Linked DNA regions of Mus musculus: all the other regions are linked to region 1. Evidence: chromatin contacts called from public promoter capture Hi-C data. All regions are on one chromosome and are shown on one strand. The core of a region is the stretch at or near the end of the contact, and the rest is flanking DNA. Distances in the headings are between cores, read along the strand shown. Region 1 holds the start of Trim30c (tripartite motif-containing 30C). Region 2 holds the start of Apbb1 (amyloid beta (A4) precursor protein-binding, family B, member 1). Region 3 holds the start of Trim21 (tripartite motif-containing 21).

Region 1 (4,004 bases), core at 132-2,631:
GCAGCCAGCTGCAAGGCAGGGGCATCCTGTGCTGGTTTGAATAACAATGGCCCCAGAGGCTAAGATTTTTGAATACTTGGTTCTCAGTTATCAGGACACTGTTCAGGAAAGATTAGGAGTGTGGCATTCTTGGAGAAGGTATGGCATGGGTGCAAGCTTTCAGGATTCAATAGATTCTGACCACCACCACCATTCTCTTTCTGCCTCAGGTTTGTGCCAAGATAGTGTCTCAAGTTGTGACTTCTCACTTCCTGCTCCAGCACTGTGTCTCCCTGCCTGTTATCAGGCTCTCCACTGTGGTGGTCATGAACTCTAATCCATTTAACTTGAGCCCCAAGTCAAACACTTTCTTTATAACTTGCCCTAGTCATGGTGTTTATCCCAATAGTAGAAGAGTAAGGACGACAGATGACACGTGTGTGTGTCTCCACACCTGATTTAGTACAGCGCTTAGGTTCCATCACTGGGCTCCATCACTTAGGTTCTAGGTGAACACTAGGCCCAGAGAAGCCCATTCACAACCCTACAGATTTCTACCTTCTAGTCAGGGAATGTTACATCAGTATTGTTGCTCTTTAATACAAATCCTAAATCAAATGGAAACAACTAAGACATTCTGGTGAGGGAGCCCTGGAAGGGGGAAATGAATGCATGGGTCAGATCAACACTGTGAAAGGACTAGGTCTTTTCAGCCACAGAATACATAATCTGGGGACATCATGGGGCAGCTGGAGAGCCCTCTGCAACTCACTACTCTCTCTGCTGTGAGGGTAGTGAGGTATTTCTGCCTGGCTCTGCACATGACTCCTCCCCATCCTGTCCCTGATGGATGAGGAATCTTGCTTGTGTGGCAGCTTCCCTGAACTGCAACTTCCTTCCTGTTCTCATCCTACAAGAGTCCAGCTCCAACCTCAGAGGAACACTGCAGCTTTCTGTCCCTAGTCTTGTTTTTTCCTTCCCTTTGGGCCACACTTGCCACCTAGGCAAAGCCAGCACAGGAGCTCAGGTGCAGGAGAAGCCCATGGGGAAAGCTTTCTTTCCATCACAGGCAGATTTCCAGAGGGTCAGGAACTTTTTGGATGATTGTATCATGAGTCTGAACAAGTGACATAACAAGTTCCTGTAGCTCTGAAAATGTCCCAAGTTACTGGAAGGCAGAGCTGACCTAAGGCAACTGACTCCCTCTGGTAGTAAAACCCCAGTTAATAATGGGGTACCACCCTGTTGGTTGATAGTTCTGTGGTTCCTTTTTCTCAGTTCCACCCCTCAAAGTCTTAACTTTCATTTCTCTTGTGGTTCACCAGAGCCCGTGACTAAATTCTTAGAAGCTTAGTGACTAAGTTCTCAGGGTATAGACTTTGCTCCTCTCCATGATTCTGGGTCATTTGGTTGGTGTTTGAAGGTGTGAGAACAATATTAGACTGCAGAGTTGGGAGGAATTTAGAAGAAAGCACTGTCTCTGCTTTGGTGAGTTTAATTTGAAACTAAGAAGGAAGGGGAGGTGGAGAACTGCTGGCTTTCTGCTGAGTGTTCTGGGCCTAGGAGTCAGAGGGAAGGGTGGCCTGGGGAAATAGCTCTCATGGGCTGAAGAGATCCGGTTATTTCTCCAAATTTACTCTCTTCTTTCCTAATCTTTAATTTTGAGTTGCACATGAATCTCCTGCTCCAAGAGAGAAACTGCTCTCCCTCAAAAGTAGAGCCAGGGCAGAGTTTGAAAACAAAAGTTTAAGATTTATCTGAGTAATAATGGATTTACCCATGATTCTATGGATTCATTCCCTATGTTTCTGTCCCTGTGATTAGAAGTCCTGACCTTCCTGCAGCTACCTATTCATGTATGCCACTCCAACCTCAGTAGAATCTGTGTGACAAGTTCCACAGACTGAGGTGAAAACTTCAAAAGAAGGAGGCCTCCTAGAACCAGTTGTGGAACTCTTGGCTGAAATAAAATATTGAGCCCTAGTTCTCATGGCAATTTATCTGTTTTATCTTTTTTATTCATTTTTTTATTTACAAGATGTTCCTGATAGCTTAGGCTAAGATCTTAAGTAAGAATAATGGGTAAGAAACCATCCCTTGAGATGGGGTCACTAACCATGGCCTTATCTCTGGAAAAACCAACATTTCACTTTATAAATCATGCATAAGATAGAATTGATAACTAAAAACTTTCCCAACAATAAAATTTTACATGGCTGCACATGTATCATTGGAAATAGGCTTTCGTATATTGTTTAAGAAAGCCTTAAATAAAAAGAATAAAAATACTTCAAATATATGCTTTGAAGATTTACAGAAAATCAGGTACTAGATGTTAAACAACAACTGATCATAAAAATGTATTAACTTGTTCTTGGAAATTTGCCACTAGCCTTAGATGATTTTTGTATTTTACTATGCCAAATGATTATAATAATATCTGTTCTACCTGACTGCTTCACTGAACACACTTTTCTTAGAAGTTGTAGTACTTGAATGAGAGAGAGAGGAAGAAAGGGAGAAAGGGAGAGAGGAAGAAAGGGAGACAGACAGAGGCAGGCAGACAGACACAGGGAGAGACAGAGGGAGTATGAGAGAGAAAAAACACTGGAGAAGCACACTTTCAGGAAGTGTCAGATTTCTATTCCTTTGGAACATGATGTCCCTATAGATCTCATCCTAAACTCATGGAATTGTCCAGTGTCAGCCTCCACAGCTGCAGAGATTACAGGTAAACATTACTGCCCCAGGACTTTTCTACTGTTCAAGAAATAAGCACCTGATTGAGTTTAATGATATAAAAGACTGAAAGATATCTGCTCATAGAAAGACCTAGAGAAATAAGAAAAAAAAAAGGGGACTTGGAGCAAAGAATCCAGGCATCACGCAAGCTAATGTAGACAACAGAAGACACAGGTCAGGCCTGCTGGTGTCCAGGTTGGCTTTGAAGGTTGTCACCAGCCCATCCTCTTCCCCTTTGCTCTCTCCAGCTCTTAGTTGTGGAAACCTGTGTTTTGAACTAGGGAAATACCTGTTTACCACTATATATAAGGAGATATTAAAATGCACATATTAGAGTTGTCAATTTTTAACTTTGAAAATGTCTAGGCAGTACACATTAAGCTGCTCCAGATAATACTACTCAGTATATAAAGCCTAGAACAATTTATTTGCCAGAAGTATTTGAAAAAGGACCATTTCTCATATGACATCAGCATCTTGAAATTTCATCATCAGGAAAGAAACATTTTTACGTTTTCCAGAGTTCCAATCAACCAGGAAATGGCGAAGACTCAACTCAAATTATAATGAAGTGAATTCATTAGTGCTAGTAGCTCAAAGTCTTGAAGCCAAATCAAAGGCTTGTCACCCAGAGGAGGCTGGGGGAGTGTATTTAAAAGTGGACTTCATAAATGTCTCATTTGTGTGGGATGTGTAGCTGACAAACTCCTTGTACTCCCCTCAGAAGAGAGGAGCTGTTTCACTTCCTGTTACACAGCAATACATGGGCTCAAATAAAAAAAAAAAAAAACAGAACAAGGAGTTAGTTATCTCATAGTAGTTTTATAATTCTGGGGAGGGGAACAAAGAGTTAAATTGGCCAGTAGCTTATAATTAGGAATTGAGAATAGTTGCCTAGCACAAAATGGAGTTTTCCTTAGCCATCACGACCCCAATAATTAAAAAACAATTTCTGTCTGTAGACTATTGTTTCAATTGAACAAAAGTACTTATTTTCCTTAATGTTGCTTGAAAAAAGATTTATTTTGTTGAGATTGAGGGACATTTGAGTACTTGTTTGGAAAACTAGTACAATGAAATATTCCTAAAATATATGGAGGTGAAGCTAATGAGGTCTACTAACGATGAGAGATATGGAAACTCGGCTGGCAATCTCTTGTCACCGAACAAGGTTCCAATAGTAGGACTGGGTTGCATCCAATTGAGTTGTTGGCCAAGAGGGGTGCACAGAATTCCTCCCAAACAAGCCAGACTGTTGCTAAGGCAAAAGATTCCTCTCTGCA
Region 2 (3,915 bases), core at 894-3,393, 1.2 Mb before region 1:
ATCAGATCCTATTACACATGGTTATGAGCCACCATGTGGTTGCTGGGAATTAAACTCAGGACCTCTGGAAGAGCAGTTGGTGCTCTTAACCACTCAGCCATCTCTCCAGCCCTCTGATGATTTTCTACTTAACGTTCAGAACTGACTATAGAAGGCTCAACTTGATTTGACACTATTCTATCTTCTCTGTCATTTTTATGTACCACCACACTTGCCTTAGTCTGTTTTCTGAGGTTACAACTAAGTACCACAGACAGGGTATTTACTGATATTTCTAGAATCTGGGATGTCCAAGATCAAGGTGAACACTTTGTGAGGTTCAACTTGATGTTAGGATTCTGTGGGGGTCTAAGATAGCACAGGGTCATCTCTATGGTAAGAAGAGGGACGTGCTAAAAAAAAGACACAGACAAACTAGCTTTTATACTAGACCTGTTCTCCACACAACCCTATAATACATTAAACCACGAACGAACAAATTCACCCATAAAAGCTGAACCTTCACGACTTCCGGGGGGCCAGGGTGGGTGGGAGGGGTTGAGGCAGACTTCTGGGGTTCAGGCTGGCCTTGGTTATGGCCCTCTCGACTCACCGTGAGTTTGGGTGGCCATCTTTAAACTACAGCAATCTTCACACTCCTCCTGTACTCCTGCTACTTTGAGTAATTTTCTACTCTTCTGTGTGACCTCTATGTCATCCTGTCCTCACACTTAAACTTTACTTCCTGTGGGAGCCTTCCAAATCTCCTGGGCCAGAATAACCTGACACACACAGTGTCCCGTGTCTTTTCCTTAAGACACCATAATTTTAATTACCTATGTGGTGTCTCTTCCCTCTTTTAATCTGTAAGCTGAATGAAAGCAGGAACTCTCTTTTGCTTTCTGGGTGTTAGCACCAAGGACAGTGTGTCATACCATACACCTATTTGCTGAGAGTGAGTGAGTGAATGAATGAATGTCCTTCTAGGTAACACGTGCTCATTTCTCAAGGATCCAGGTCAGGTGCGTGTCTTCCAGGTGGGATGCAGCTGAACCAGATTCTTTTGGGGATCTTTATGTCCGGCTTGGGATCCAACATGGTTTGTATTTCCTAGGTGCTTGTCAGATTACAATGGATTCTTAGCCACAAGTCAGTAACTGTACAAGATGAGTGATGGACATAGGGAGTTTTGTTACACTGCTCCACTTTTGCACATAAGTGCAAATGTCTATAACAAAAATTTAAAACATTCATATTTACCCAGGGATAAATGAAAGTATATTCAAAGTACTTTGGAGTACTTGCTTTGAACAAGCCAGAGATTGATAAAGTGACCCTGCATTAAGAGTATGTGTGTGTGTGTGTGTGTGTGTGTGTGTACTTTTCCACGTCAGGGAAATTCTTTAGAAGATGAACATAAGATGAAATAACAAATTTAGATTTGGGCACTGTTAGACTTAGATGCATCTCCAATCAGTTTTTCAGTATGTTCAGAGCCCACCGAGCCCACAGCTCAGGGGACAATGCTTTTGGGGTTTCTGCCCCTCTTTGCCCTTGATGTCAGGGATCTGACCATTAAGATTTGCCTCATTGTCTATCCAGGGCCTGCAGTGAACAGGAAAATAGCCAAGTACAGCATTTCTGTTTAATTTCCACTCAGTTCTCCATTTGGTCCTTTCCTAGAGTTAATTTCTACCCTGGAGTGCAGTGGGGGGGGGGGAGGCGGGGTGGGGGACGCTGTGTCATAGCTTTATATTCAGAGGCACGGGTAGAGTGTAAGAAATATCTCAGTTCTGGTTTAGTTTAACCACTTACTCTGTTACTGAGGGCAAGTCGTGTTACCCTTCAGAATGTCAGCACCTGCCTCTCAAATCCCGAGAACAACAATTGTGGGAATTGCACAGCGCTGGTTTGAGGATGAATGCAAGCAAATGGTTGAACATAGAGCCTGGTACAGAGTAAGCGGTCAATAAATACGCGCTATTATTATCCACAGGACGTCAGGGAGTGCTACCACAAGAGCCAGAGAGCAGCCGGCTGCCAGCCTCTTGAGGCGCAGCCACGGTCCCAGCACCCGTGTCTCTCTCCACCCTCCTCCTTCCCCCCTCCCTAGCGGATCAGACTCCGTGCTCTAGGCGCGTCTCCCGGCGTCGGTGCAGGACCGACGCGGAGGTGAGTCCACGGTGGCATGGAAGGGGAGAGCTGGGCAGGGTCCTGGGAGTTGGGTGCAGCCGTGCGGGGATAGACAGGAGGCCTGGGACGCAGGGCTTGCGAGGGTCAAGGGTCTGCAGGGTGCGGCTGGGGCAGCTGCAGCCAGTGCGGCTCGCACTCGCTCGCGCGCCCCGCCCCGGCCAAGATGGCGCCCCTCCCCCTCCCGTGCGCGGCTCCGCCGCTCGGGGCGCGGCCTCGCGGCCTGCGCGCTCCTGGGCGGGGGATGTTGTGATGGAGAAGCTGCGGTGTTGCGGGAGCCTTGCAGCTTGAGCTACCTTCGCCACCTGGGCCTGGGGCCTCGCCGCGCAGGTAGGTGCTGCTCCGTCTCCAGCCCAGCCCCGGGAGCAGGATCCCCAGCCTCAGCAGCCCTTAACCCTTGCAGCCTCTTCTTCTCAGAAGTCCAGGTCTCCAAGCCAGGCCTGATTACCCCCCACCCAACTCCCTTCGCCGCCTTCCTACCGCGGGCCTGCAAAATCACCCTCCGCAGGATCACTTTGGTCCTAACACCGACCGCTCCCCAAAGCTTTGCTTCTTGATCCTCTAGGATGCCCGGCGGGGGCGGGGAGGAGGGGGTGAGCGGGGGGGGGGGGGGGAGAGCGAGGGGCGATAGAAGAGTGGGGGAGGGGACGTCTAATGCTGGGAAGGGGACTTGGATCCGGGTAGGAGCCAGGCCGTGCGATTCCAGACTAGAGCCCCAGGCTTGGGATCTGTCAAGCTGCATTCTGTTGTCCTCAGCGACCGAGGGGTGTGCCCTGGGACCGGCGGGGTTCCCATCTCAGCCTGACAGAGAGGCCTAGCAGCGACTAGAGTGCTCCTTAGGAGCAGTTTTCCCTCTCCAATTCAGATGTTATTTCCAGCCTCTTCCGAGTCCTGTTTGTAGGTTGCATTCTGAGCCCCTAATTTCCCATTCATTTTAAAAATCCACTCCATTCTGTCTCTGACATCCACCGAAGCTTCTGAGCAAGGTCACTGGAGCCCTCCTTGTAACTCCAATGGACACTTGGCGGCTGTGAGCCCATTACCACTGAGTATGTGTCAGTCTCCTTGAAGCATTTTTTTTCCTGGTTTTCCTCCTAGGCACTGTCTATTGCTTTGAAGTGTTCTCTTGTCTCGTCTCTGCATATGTGATGCTATTCTGGCCTGAGCTGCGTTCTTTCACTCTGACCTTTTCCCTTGACCATTTCTTGCATGTCTAACTCTTTAAATTTCATATATAAGCTGCTGAGTCCCAAATTTATTTGTCTGGCCCAGACCACTGCTGAAATGCAAACTCATATATACTCAACTGTCCTCTGACATCCTTTTGAACAGTTCAACAGGAATTCCAAACCTACAGATTTCAAGGTGAATTAATTAACATCTCTTGTTCCCCTCATACCTCACTTACATGTCTGTTGTTCCTTCAGCCTCTCTCAATGACATCTGTCCATTCAGTTCAGGTTATGGTCACAGTGAGGTGGGGTCTGAGCAACATTCACCCTCACCTCTCGACATCAGATCTCACCAAGCTCTGTCATGCCCACGACTTCAATATTTCTCAGGTCTGCTAATGTCACTGGAGCTCAATTGCTGTCACACTTAGTGAAGACAGCCCCCCTGACTGCTCTTGTTTATTCCCTCTTAGTTACACAGCACTCATAATGGTCGTTTTAAAAATGCATCCAATCATTTATTCATTTAACAAATAGGATTTGAGCACCTAATATTTACAAGGCACCGCGAGAG
Region 3 (3,884 bases), core at 954-3,453, 1.8 Mb after region 1:
GCATCACCATTTTTAACTTTGCTCCATTAAGCTCTTTCCAAAGCATTACCTGTAACCAGTAACTGTTTTATATATAATTCCTAGTAATGAGGTTATGGAAACCATCATCTTGAGTGTGCATCATCAGAACAGGTGGTCAGTAAAACTGGGCCATGACTTGTTGAGAGTGGAGGTGTGGCACCAAATTGAAAATCTCATCTATGTCTGTGTCTTAGTGAAATTAATAGATCGAGATAATGATGACGACGATGGTGATGATGATATGACAGTAACAAGAAGTGAAGCTATGGATTAGGATCCTTATTTTTAAAAAAGAAAGAAAGAAAAAGAAAGGATACAAAGAGAAGGCCTTGTCTTTGAGGAAAAGAGCAAGTCTGGAAAGACCAGTCTGCTGCTGCCTTACTTCCCATCCTCCACAACTATAAAAAAGAAAGGTATGTTTTTTTTAATGAATTACTCGATCTGTGATATTTTATTATAGGGATCAACAAAGGCTTTAACCATGAGAGTAAAGGGCTATAATTCTGATACATTGTTAAAACCAGCAAGTGGTCAGCCCTCCGTCATCCTTTTTGGTTTGGTTTGGTTTTTCTTGGTTTTTCGAGACAGGGTTTCTCTGTATAGCCCTGGCTGTCCTGGAACTCACTTTGTAGACCAGGCTAGCCTCGAACTCAGAAATCCGCCTGCCTCTGCCTCCGGAGTGCTGGGATTAAAGGCGTGCGCCACCACACCCGTCATCCTTTCTTGTCCCTCTCCCACACCCGTTGGTCCTTTCTTGTTTCCAACTGGTCCTCCTTCTGCTTCCATATTTTTGGGGGCTTCTTAAGTCACTAAATTAGAAATAAGTAGAAGAAGCTTTTCCTGTCCTGGACAAAATGTACTTGCATATCACCAGGGACAACTTGGGTTGCCAATACACACTCAAGTTAGTAGAGAATATGATTAAAACCCAAAGTATAAACATCTCACTTCACCAACACACTAATAATGTGCTAGACAATAATATCAATAGCATTAATTCTTCCCAAATAAAGACTTGGGTCATTTTGTCAGGGAGAGGGAAGTTTGAAATATCAAAGTACTATCTGTGAGTGAAGGGAGTTTGGGTCTTCAGTAGGTGGGGTCTTCAAACAATTACCAAGGTGGGAGCTGAGGCAGCTCTGAGTACAATATGTTAGTAGTCCTGTGTGCACATTATAGAGTATATATCAGCACACCCCTAGGGTGTGCATTAATCTCTCTATCCAGTGTGTAAACTGAAACAGAGCATCCTCTGGTGGTGAATAGCAAAATAGACATTGACTCTACCCTCTGCCTTATTTTGGGACCCAAGTTCTTTGCCTGCAGGAAATAGCAGCAGACCTTCCGTGGTAGAAGCAGAGTCGTTTTCTGATGTTTATAGATGTCTTCGTCCTTTCGGATGCTTGACTCTTTTTCATTCTGCTTTCTAGGACTGTTGTGCTCCAGGAACCAAGCCCCAGTACAACAGCACAATCTAGACAGTAGATGTTGCCTGGCGGCCTTTCACTAAGAGAGATCTCTTAAACAGGACTAGAAATTTCAAATCACAGAATGGTTTTGTTTCCTAAATATAATAAATAGCGAGGAAAATTCCACTGCTGTTTTTAGCGCAAGTTATAATACAATATCAATTGTCCATAAGTCTTAACTCCCTTCACTGGTACAACACATACCTTGACATCATAAAGAATAAATTTCTAGCCCCAAACTATTTGAAAAGAGCAAAATCACACAACAGAGTGGTGGGAAATGGGTATACTTCAAGTACTCTGTACAATTAATATATACTAATAAAAAACAGTGACGGTGGCGGGATCAGTCTTGGGGGAAGCTATCCATCCCTGTAGGAAACAGATGGTGACTCCTCCCTCTCCCATTCAGACCTCTTCTCTCAGAAGCTCCCAGGTAAGAAGAAAAGACCAGTGTCAAAGATCGATATCCTGTAGATTACATTCTGTTAAAGGGGACAAGGGGGCCTTAGAGAGACCCAGGAGGACAGGTACTGAGTTTTTTCCCTGCCTGTGGCCAGGAGTCAGTTTCTTGCACCTCTGACCTCTCTCCTCCCACTCTCTGCCCTGTCTCTGCCCAGTCTCCGCCCAGCCTCCGCCTTCTCTGCCTCTAACCTCCTCTTGCCACTCAACTCCTCACTCCTCCCCTTGCTCCTCCCTCTTCCTGCTAGACCTGCCTCTGAGAGGAAACTGAAAGTGAAATTTGGACTGCAGGCTTGCAAAAGCGAAGCTGGGAGCACATAACTAAAGCTGAGGACCCTGGTTAGGTGAGTGAGACTGGGACCCCTGGCCGGCCTAGGTGGGCTCTTTATCCCCACACCAGATTCAAGGAGCCTCTTCCCATCAGCACCCCACACTCGGGAATTTGCGAACCCACCTGCTGCTTCTTTTCATCAGAGTTGTCTTGTCCTAGCCCTGCAGAGCTGCCCATGCTGGCCTGTGGAAGCTGGGCTCTGAAAGTGACTTTCCTAGTGCCCTGGACTAGCTGAGACGACAGTCCTAGCAAGGGCAGGAGAAGCAGGGTGGTGACCTAGGCCAGAGGGGAGCTCAGGGAAACCCTTACCCCTTGAAGATCCCTGCTTGAGGAGAGTGCTATCCATGTAGAAATTTCTGTGGATTTAAGATACTCCACACCCTAAAGGAAGTTGAGACTAGGTTTGGAGCAGCTTAGAGAAGAGCCCAGGGAGTGCTCCCCAAAAATGTTCACCGGTGAGCACACCTGCATGTTATGTACATAGACATTTATAGAGGGGAACATATGGGCACGCCTACATTGATGCATTTGTGCACAAGTATAGTTTGCATATAAAAACATCAATATATGTGTACATACATATATAAAAACATGCATATACACACATGCAACTCTTATAACTGGGCCATATACTCTTAGACAATGTACTCCGGATAATGAATGACATCTTACATGAACCTGAGTGGGGTCGCTAATGACACACCTAGGCTGCATTGTGTTGCCTATTGCACAACCACCATATGTGCAGCCTGTCATATTTGACAAAATGTCTACTATGATGTATAGCTGCATAAACCTTGACTCCTAATGCCTGACCCCTGTGGTTTCTGCCAAGATTAATGAAGACTAGTATGAGCTAACTCTGGTTGGAATATGGAGGGTCTGTGGTGATATGGTAAATGGTCGTTACTGCCATGACTGACGTCTCTGGGCAGTAGAGGCATAAGATGACAGAAAGGAAATGGGAGACGCCTAGACAGTGAGGGTTAAGCAGGGATGGGTGTGGTGACGGTGGAGCTGTTAGCAGCGTTACCCCCACCAGTTTTCTCTGTCTCTTCTAGAAACTCGGTTTCCCCTTCTGCCTGGCTTGCTCAGTGGGTGAGGCCGGAGGAGAGGCTCCTGTCATTCAGGTTGGTGCTTTTGCCTTCTGCCTTTCCCTCCTGTGTCATCGCTTGTCCACCTTGGCATTATTTGGGGGAGTTTGGGGTTTGCCTTGCTTTTGCTTTTGTCCTACAAACTCTCATTTTTATCTCTTCGCCCCTCTGCATCTCTCAAGATTCCACGGCAGATATCACCCTCTACAACCTCAAAAATGTCTCTGGAAAAGATGTGGGAGGAGGTCACCTGTTCTATCTGCCTGGATCCCATGGTGGAGCCTATGAGTATCGAATGTGGCCATTGCTTTTGCAAGGAATGCATTTTTGAAGTTGGGAAGAATGGGGGCAGTTCATGTCCCGAGTGCCGGCAACAGTTTCTGCTCCGAAACCTCAGGCCCAATAGACATATAGCCAACATGGTGGAAAACCTTAAACAGATAGCCCAGAATACCAAGAAGAGTACCCAGGAAACGCACTGCATGAAGCATGGAGAGAAGCTTCACC

What was found. Promoter capture Hi-C pulls out the DNA fragments that hold promoters and counts their contacts.
Region 2: a promoter capture Hi-C map of pre-B cells shows a contact between it and region 1, with 8 times the contacts expected there. The contact joins the promoter of Apbb1 here to the promoter of Trim30c in region 1. A contact is called at or near these places in 2 of 39 promoter capture datasets (liver and pre-B cells).
Region 3: a contact with region 1 is called in a promoter capture Hi-C map of pre-B cells, with 5 times the contacts expected there. The contact joins the promoter of Trim21 here to the promoter of Trim30c in region 1. A contact is called at or near these places in 5 of 39 promoter capture datasets (the C10 cell line, cranial neural crest, hippocampal neurons and 2 more).

The regions. Positions count from the first base shown.
Region 1 is chr7:104,398,155-104,402,158 of GRCm38.p6, reverse strand. Trim30c (tripartite motif-containing 30C) reads left to right here and starts at 1,381. Exons shown (of 8, transcript NM_001378693.1): 1 at 1,381-1,467.
Region 2 is chr7:105,579,719-105,583,633 of GRCm38.p6, reverse strand. It overlaps Apbb1 (amyloid beta (A4) precursor protein-binding, family B, member 1), which reads left to right and starts at 2,143. Exons shown (of 15, transcript NM_001253885.1): 1 at 2,143-2,499.
Region 3 is chr7:102,563,801-102,567,684 of GRCm38.p6, reverse strand. It overlaps Trim21 (tripartite motif-containing 21), which reads left to right and starts at 2,203. Exons shown (of 8, transcript NM_009277.4): 1 at 2,203-2,296; 2 at 3,345-3,413; 3 at 3,560-3,884. The coding sequence starts at 3,596.